Linked DNA regions of Hordeum vulgare: region 1 is linked to region 2. A link is a contact called in public Hi-C data. All regions are on one chromosome and are shown on one strand. Each heading gives the region's core, a stretch centred on a gene start, on an enhancer-like site or on the middle of the called end of the contact. The rest is flanking DNA. Distances are from core to core; before and after follow the strand shown.

Region 1 (3,455 bases), core at 591-3,090, 230 kb before region 2:
CTACAACCATGTGAAATAATGTTGCCACAGTTAGGACTTGTGCGACATATTAACCAAGTTATCTGTGCAGAATGCCATAGACTCAAATGGGGGCACAGATGACAGCATTTACATTTGTTCAGTTATATGAAGTTAGAGAAGATAGATAGAAAGAGGATTTACAAAAAGAGCTTTCCCTTCATTCAGCATTCAATAACAATACCTGTTCAACCGACGATACTCGAAATTCTGTTTCATTAACCTCGTCGGCCTTTTCATTGACGAGATTATCCACCTTGTACGAAACAAAACCCAGATGGTCAACAGTGCTAACGAGTGCCTCAACTGCGTAGTCTTTTAAACTCGTTACCACCCTACAGAGGACAAGTGTAAATGAGATGCAAGATACGAGATAGCCTTCTGTTTAACCAGCATAGTAAACACGGAACCAAAGAATTTAAACAAAATAAAAGACCTTACGTAGATCTGTGCGAGTTGTTTGTGTAGAATACTTCAAAATATTCTGCCGCTGAGTATAGCTGCGACCGCAGATTCCTCAAGTCCTGCAAACAAACATAATTTAAGCTGAGCATAGAGGATACTATAAGATATGCCATATGGGAGGAACATCAATGATTAACTAAGGTGCAGCCATGTGGGGTTTCGTCGTTAACAAGGATCCTAATTTCATTAACTCGAATGGCGACAAATTTGACAAGCAATGACAACAGCATGCTAACGGTTGACATAAACAGACCAATAAGCGTGTCGGTATGCAACTAAGCTACAGTTGAAACTTCAAATGAGCAAAAGGCCACCGTGAGGCCCTACTACAAACTATGCATGACAGCCTCCTTGGGTGCTGCTTATTTGCTAACAGCCTCAGTACCGATGGCCATTCCACTGCAGCAAACCAGGCATTGTAAATTCATAATGCGCAGCGCTTTTGCTCAATTGGGGGGAAAGCAGAGGAAAGGCTGGGCCATTACAGAGTAGAGCACCCAATTATGTAAGCAATAGAAGATTAGACATGCAGCTACATGGTACGGGAAAAGAAGGACTTGGTAACATAATACTACCAGAAATTGTGGGCACACTAAGTTTGGAAAGGTCACAGCAGTGCCTCCCCTGTTAGCTTCTCTATCTCTACCAAAATGGGAACAAAATCTCGTGATTGACAGGGACATAGCGGGCCACAATCAAGCGCCGCGCCAGGATTGGACCCACCACCAGATTTTCCGGCAACTCAGCCGCACAATCGAGAAATGCAGCCTGATTTCCGCAAGAACATCGCCTAGATCCATGGGAGTGGAAGCATAAGATTGCGCCTCGGAGCCCTGTGGAGGGCGAGGCGCAGAGAAACGTAGTACCTTGAGGCTGTCCGAGAAGAGGAGGCCCTCTTGCGAGGACGGCATGTCGTCGCTGGTGGAGGCGGCGTCGAGGTTGTGGGACGAGACGGAGGATGGCGACATTGCGACTGCCTCCATGGCTGAAGCCGCGGCACCAGGCGCCCGCCCCCCACCAACCAGCCTAGCGGAAACTAGGCACTTCTCGCCAAGATCCTCCGGTAACGGGCGCACCAAACCCCTCCTCGGCGGACCAAAACCCCACGGGAACGCCGAGAAAAGCAAAGGGATGGCTTTTGAAGAAGAGGCGCCGCGTCGTCTCTTGGTGGTGGGGGTGGGAGGTGGGAGCCGGCTCACCTACACGGGAGTTGAGCTGCCAACGGCAAGATCTGGGTCGGGTCCTGGTGGGCTCGGAAGGCGCTAGTGATTGGTAGCGACATGAGAGAGGGGAGGGGCCAGGGTAGGGGGGGATAGATAGGGGTGAGGGGAAGAAGATGAGTGGGAAAAGAGGCGCTTTGGCTGCTAACTTTTGTGGGGGAGCGGAGCAATGAGGGCAAACTGCACAGGTTGTTGAGCGCCACACACGGACCATGGTTTTATCCTGGCCGTGTCACTGCAGTGAGGGCCATGCGTTTATCTTTCGGAGTTAATAATATGGAAAACGTTATTTTTTTAAGGAGAAACCATATACTATTTATATTCATAAAAATAGTAACATACAACATATATGACTTCTCTTTAAAACAGTTTCGAGAGATAGCACACAAGAAAATTTACATCATCATCATCAAAGAATCTAGGCGCCGACGACGCCGAAGCGTTCTCGGATGAGAGAAACATAGGTCTCCAACTTGCCAAGATCCAAGATAGCGCCATAGCAGCGAAGCTGCGTTATGAACCTCTGAACAAGCGTCGTCACAAGTGGCAACGCACATGTCGATGTGGATCGTCGGCCAAAGAAATACTTCACACATCTTGGATAGCGGTCTTAAAGGGCTCGACTGATAGAACCGTCAAAAAACTTCAAAACCGGCAACCATCTTCCACCGCCAAATCTTCATGTGGACTATCCCTTGGACAAGATCGGCGTTGCAACGGCGGCCAACTCCAATACACAAACTTCCCGCTTCACGGCGGCGCTGGAGATGCAGCCGACGTAACGCGGACGAAGCTGGTATGCATCTTGATCTTTCGGGATGTCGACTTGTTCCCAAGGCACTTTTAAATCATTGGTTTATGACCCATCAAACTCATCGTGGGCAATCATATTGTGCAAAATGACACAACATTTCATCAGTTGCCACAAAGTTTCTGATTCCCACACCATTGCAGCTCCACGAACAATTCCTCAACGAGTTTGAAGCACTCCAAATGCCCTTTCCACATCATTCCTAGCTGCTTCATGCATTATTGCAAAGTGGCTTGATTTGTTGCCTTGGGGATCAAATATTGTATTCACAAACGCCTCCCACTCAGGATATATATCATCCGCAAGGTAGTTGTGGCACCCCCTTTTGAAAACACTGGGTGTCCAATGTATTTAGCCGGGAGGCTGCATAGGCCAGCCCTGGATATCAACCTGGCGCATGTATTTACACTTCTTCAGTAACAATGTATGAGCCTAGTCGACAAAAGGGATGCTTTATTGATATATAAACTATACAACGACGACTAATGGCTTTCCTTTTATCAACATTGTGTTGAGATCGGAAAAGTCTTGTAGCCGGGGTGACTACCTCAGAGATGACTGACACGTCTCCGATGATCTCATCTGAAGCCCTTTTGGCATGGTTCCCACACTAAAAATTCCTATAACTACATAAACCCCCCAAAAGAAACCTAGAAATTTTACTCCGCTGTCGCAAGCCTCTATTCTGAAGTGATCTCATCCAAAGCCCTTTTACAGCGCCCCGTCAAAGGGGCAAATCTTCACCGAATACCATCTTCATCATCTCGGCGGTCTAGATGACGAGGAGGGAGTAGTTCACCCCGAGGCTGAGGGTATGTACCAGTAGCTATGTGTTTGATCTCTCTCTCTCTCTCTCTCTCTCTCTCTCTCTCTCTCTCTCTCTCTCTCTCTCTCTCTCGTGATCTTGATAGGGCACAACCTTGATGTATCATGAGCTTTGT
Region 2 (3,905 bases), core at 255-2,754:
GAAGGTGAGACTATGACGAGATGCTCATGTGTGAGCCGACGATGCTAAATGTGGGTGTGGGGGCTTCATCGATGTCGGAAAAAGATAGAGCTTTAGAGGATGACCTGGGTTGTAGTGACCACCCATGGGTTGCCGGAGTCTGCAGCGAGAGTTAAGGACGCTCCGCGTGAATCGCTCTAGTTACTCGGCCAAGCCAAATTTCAGCCTGCCTTGTTTGATGAAGTTTTATCTTACTTTGGCTTGTTTTAATTTTCTCCTTTTTTTCTTCAGTTTTTTGTGCTTTTCCTTTCCTGGTCTGAGTTTTTCTCCTTTTTCTCTTTTCCCTTTCAGGCAATATGTAAGACTTCCTTAGAGTCAGGTAACCCTTTTTAAAGAAATTACATGAACAATTGTTTAGCATGTATGAACAATTACTCTCAAATATATGATTTTTTTCAAATACATTGTTTTTAACTTCGACATGGATGAACATTTTTATAAATATGAGTTGAACATCGGTATTTATACATACGAACATTTACATGCATGTACGTGAACATTTTGTATTTTCCAATGTACATTTATATTTCTCCATTACTAACTTGATTTTTCTGTTTATAAATTTATTAAATAAATGACTTTTATACATCTTATATAAAAATAAGTAAAAGAGCAGTACGAGTAAATATATTCAAGTGTCAGTCTCTTATACGACGCTATAGGCGGCATATAAGACCTCCCACCAGTTAAACACTATTTCTCGCTTATAGCAACTAATAGCAGTCCCTCTCGTACAGGGCCTCGAATGTTTGAATAGAATGCAAATTCTATTTTGTTGGCCGGGCCTCAAATGTTGGCCGGGTCTCGAATGTCGGCCAGTTAACGTGCATTTTGTTAACTAGCGCATGTGGCGTTCGTAAATGGGTCAGCCCATCTGGCCGCCATTTGATGTTTTTCTTTTCAAAATTGTATGACTTATTTGAATATTGATGATTTTTTTTGAAATTTCAGCCAATATTTTTTAAGATTAATCAACTTTTTTGAATATATTTTGAATTTTTTGAATATTGATGATTTTTTATAAATTTCAGCCAATATTTTTTAAGATTGATCAACTTTTTTGAATATCTTTGGATTTTTTTGAATTTTGATGAACATCTTTTTCAAAATGGATGAACGTTTTTTCAGTTCAATGAACTTTTTATAAAAATAAAAGAACTTGTTTTGAATTTTATAAACATTTTACAAATTTGTTAACTTTTTCAAAAGTTAACGAACTTTACCTAAACTGGATGAATTTTTTTCATTTTCAATGAACGTTTTTTCAAGTTGATGAACCTTTTTTAAATATATGATTTTTTTAAATGAATGAACCTTTTTTTTTCTTTAAATCTGTTAACCTTTTTTGATTTCAGAATTATACTTTCGAACAAAAAAATCAAAATAAAAACTGGAAAGGATTCTAACGGGCTGACCCATGCTAACAGTGTTGCAGGCATCGGATTGTCGCGCGTGCAGCGCTGCCTAGGAGCTCCCCGAATGTTGAGGCACATAGCTTAGCCGAAATTTGTCATTCCTTGGATCAGGGATGTCACCTTTGGTTTGACCAATCTCATGATTCATTTTGTACCTCTCTTATGGTCAACTTTGATCAATAAAGCATGGAGGGTACTCTAGAAAAAAAAATAGCAGCCGCTAGCCTACACCACTCTTCAACCTGGCTAATAGCAATTTCCTTCAGAGGGTTTCATCATCTTGTTTTCCTTTTTATGAAAAAATGTCGAACCCCCGGCTTCTTCATCAATCGATGCATGCAACTATCTTTATTAATTATTTAATAATATAATGTCTGTTTATTTAACCAAAATTTATCCAGTTTTAGCATTTTCCCTATAGGTTTTATTTTTTCATGTGACTTCTTCCTTTTTATTCATGTTTTATTTATTACTATTCCGTTTTCAGTTTCCTTTTATATCCTTCTTACTATTTTTTAGACAAATACATATATATACCTCAATAGCTAACCCTCATTAACCTATTTACCTTGACATGTAGGCATGCCGCCTCATTCTCCAAGATGCATGAATTTCATTTCTATTATGATATTTTTTAATAAGTATTTTACAACTATGCAATAATCAAGGCCAATAAAAACATATGTATTTTTGTTTTTGTTTTCATGTTACTCTAAATATGCATGTACCATACAACCAAATTTTATTAATATATATTGCAAAACATTCCAACAACAACGTGATGGGTTCATCTAAGGTTATTTAAAAGGCGTGAACAATAAAGAAATTGCCGACACAATTTCAAGAAAAAAAACATGAATACCGTTTTTAATGCATCATCATTTTTCATCACACAAATATCTTACGAAAATATGGAACATAATTTATTAATAATAATATCAGCTTGTCTAGAACCCTAGCACTTTTTATAATGTTACTTTAAAATGTTAGAACACTTTATTAAATGGATTAGAATTTCAAAAATAATAATCTATTTTAGTTTCATGACCATATTTCCTCAGTATATGGACATTTTCTCACACACATGTTCATTTTTTTTTCACATCCACTCTTTTGAATTTGTTATTCAAAACTAGTCAATAATTAAATTTCTTCAAAAACACGTATAAAGACAAAAAGAAATATTACCATGATTTTCTGTTAGTTTAAAGCAAATTAACACAACTTTTATCCGATGAACCAAGCACTACATAAAGAATTCAAAAGTTTTCTTTATGAGGAAGTATGTAAATTTTGAAGTTAAATACATCACGGATGCTTTTACTTGTGGGTTGCAATCAGTTTGGCGCGCAAACAGGCAAAATACACAAAAATAATGCTATAACTTGTTGCACGGAGCATATTCGGTGCCTCCATGTGTATGCCGATATATGTGCAGTCCCATGGCATGACAGCTGGCGGTTGGCCCACATGCCTGTGGCTGTGAGGGCCGCGTGCGCTGGATAGTATGGATGCAAGCCTTCTTCTAGAAAACCGTTTGAGATTTAATTAAATATCACAGAAAACCCCTTGCTCTGTAAGCTAATAAGTGAGGAAAAATATAGTGTGGCGTTGAACGGGTTACGAATCTGGGACACTCGGGTTAAATAAGATGCATGCTAGGCGGCCGGACGAACAATACTTTGTGTACAACTGTTAATTGGAAACCTTCCTTTTGAGGGAAACTTATATAGTCTCTGTCGCTTTGCGATCTCCATTCTGTTTTTCATTCAAGTTATTGTTTGGTTTCTATGATATTTAGATTTTTCCATATAAAAATACAATAATTATCAACATGAGATTATTTATTAGTTAATTTTTATTCAATTTTAACAATTATGTACTTCAAAAAGGTAAACATGAACTTCTTTTAAAGTTTATGGAGATTTAAGCAATTCAGCATATATTATAAAATATTGTGTATCTTCATTGAGGACCACAAGAATGCACAATTATTGTGTATCTTCATTGTATTTTTAGAATACATAGTTATTACAAAAATCAACAGCTTTGTATTTTGAAAACTTTTCAACATGTATAAAAAATCATTGTGTAAAAACAGTTCTATAAATCTATTAAACCATGATAAATGTGTTTATAAATATAAAAATAACTTTACACAATAATGTTTTAATAGATGTTGAACATTTTATGAAATAGATGTTGTAATGTTTTTGAATGCATCAAAGAGCATTTTTCATAAACACATTTACAATTTCTTAATACACGTGATTTTTTTTTCAAAAATATGTTGAATATTTTTCTCAAAAGCACTAACAGTTTCTTTAAGTTTATGCCAGTTGTGATGTTTTCTTAAATATCTTCTTTCAAACGGAAAAATAATACCAAAACATAAACATGAAATTGAAAAAAGAGCCTTATGCAGGCCCATAAGAGCGCCATATATCAAAA

What was found. Hi-C and Micro-C count contacts between places; a contact is called where the count stands out from the background.
Region 1: a contact with region 2 is called in a Hi-C map of leaf, with 4 times the contacts expected there. The contact joins the promoter of LOC123443290 here to the enhancer-like site in region 2. A contact is called at or near these places in 3 of 6 Hi-C or Micro-C datasets (leaf and seedling) and 1 of 1 datasets of contacts at active chromatin or transcription factors (embryo).

What each region holds. Positions count from the first base shown.
Region 1 is chr3H:145,017,962-145,021,416 of MorexV3_pseudomolecules_assembly, reverse strand. It overlaps LOC123443290 (probable protein ABIL3), which reads right to left and starts at 1,840. Exons shown (of 9, transcript XM_045119626.1): 1 at 1,350-1,840; 2 at 460-542; 3 at 203-353. The coding sequence starts at 1,466.
Region 2 is chr3H:144,790,665-144,794,569 of MorexV3_pseudomolecules_assembly, reverse strand. No RefSeq gene overlaps it. Among protein-coding and RNA genes, the nearest start is that of LOC123439692, 150 kb to the right of the region's middle. Within about 2 kb of position 1,504, at least 2 of the 3 cell types and tissues checked have open chromatin away from gene starts, as enhancers often do. A contact at or near this core is called in leaf, where this site is marked.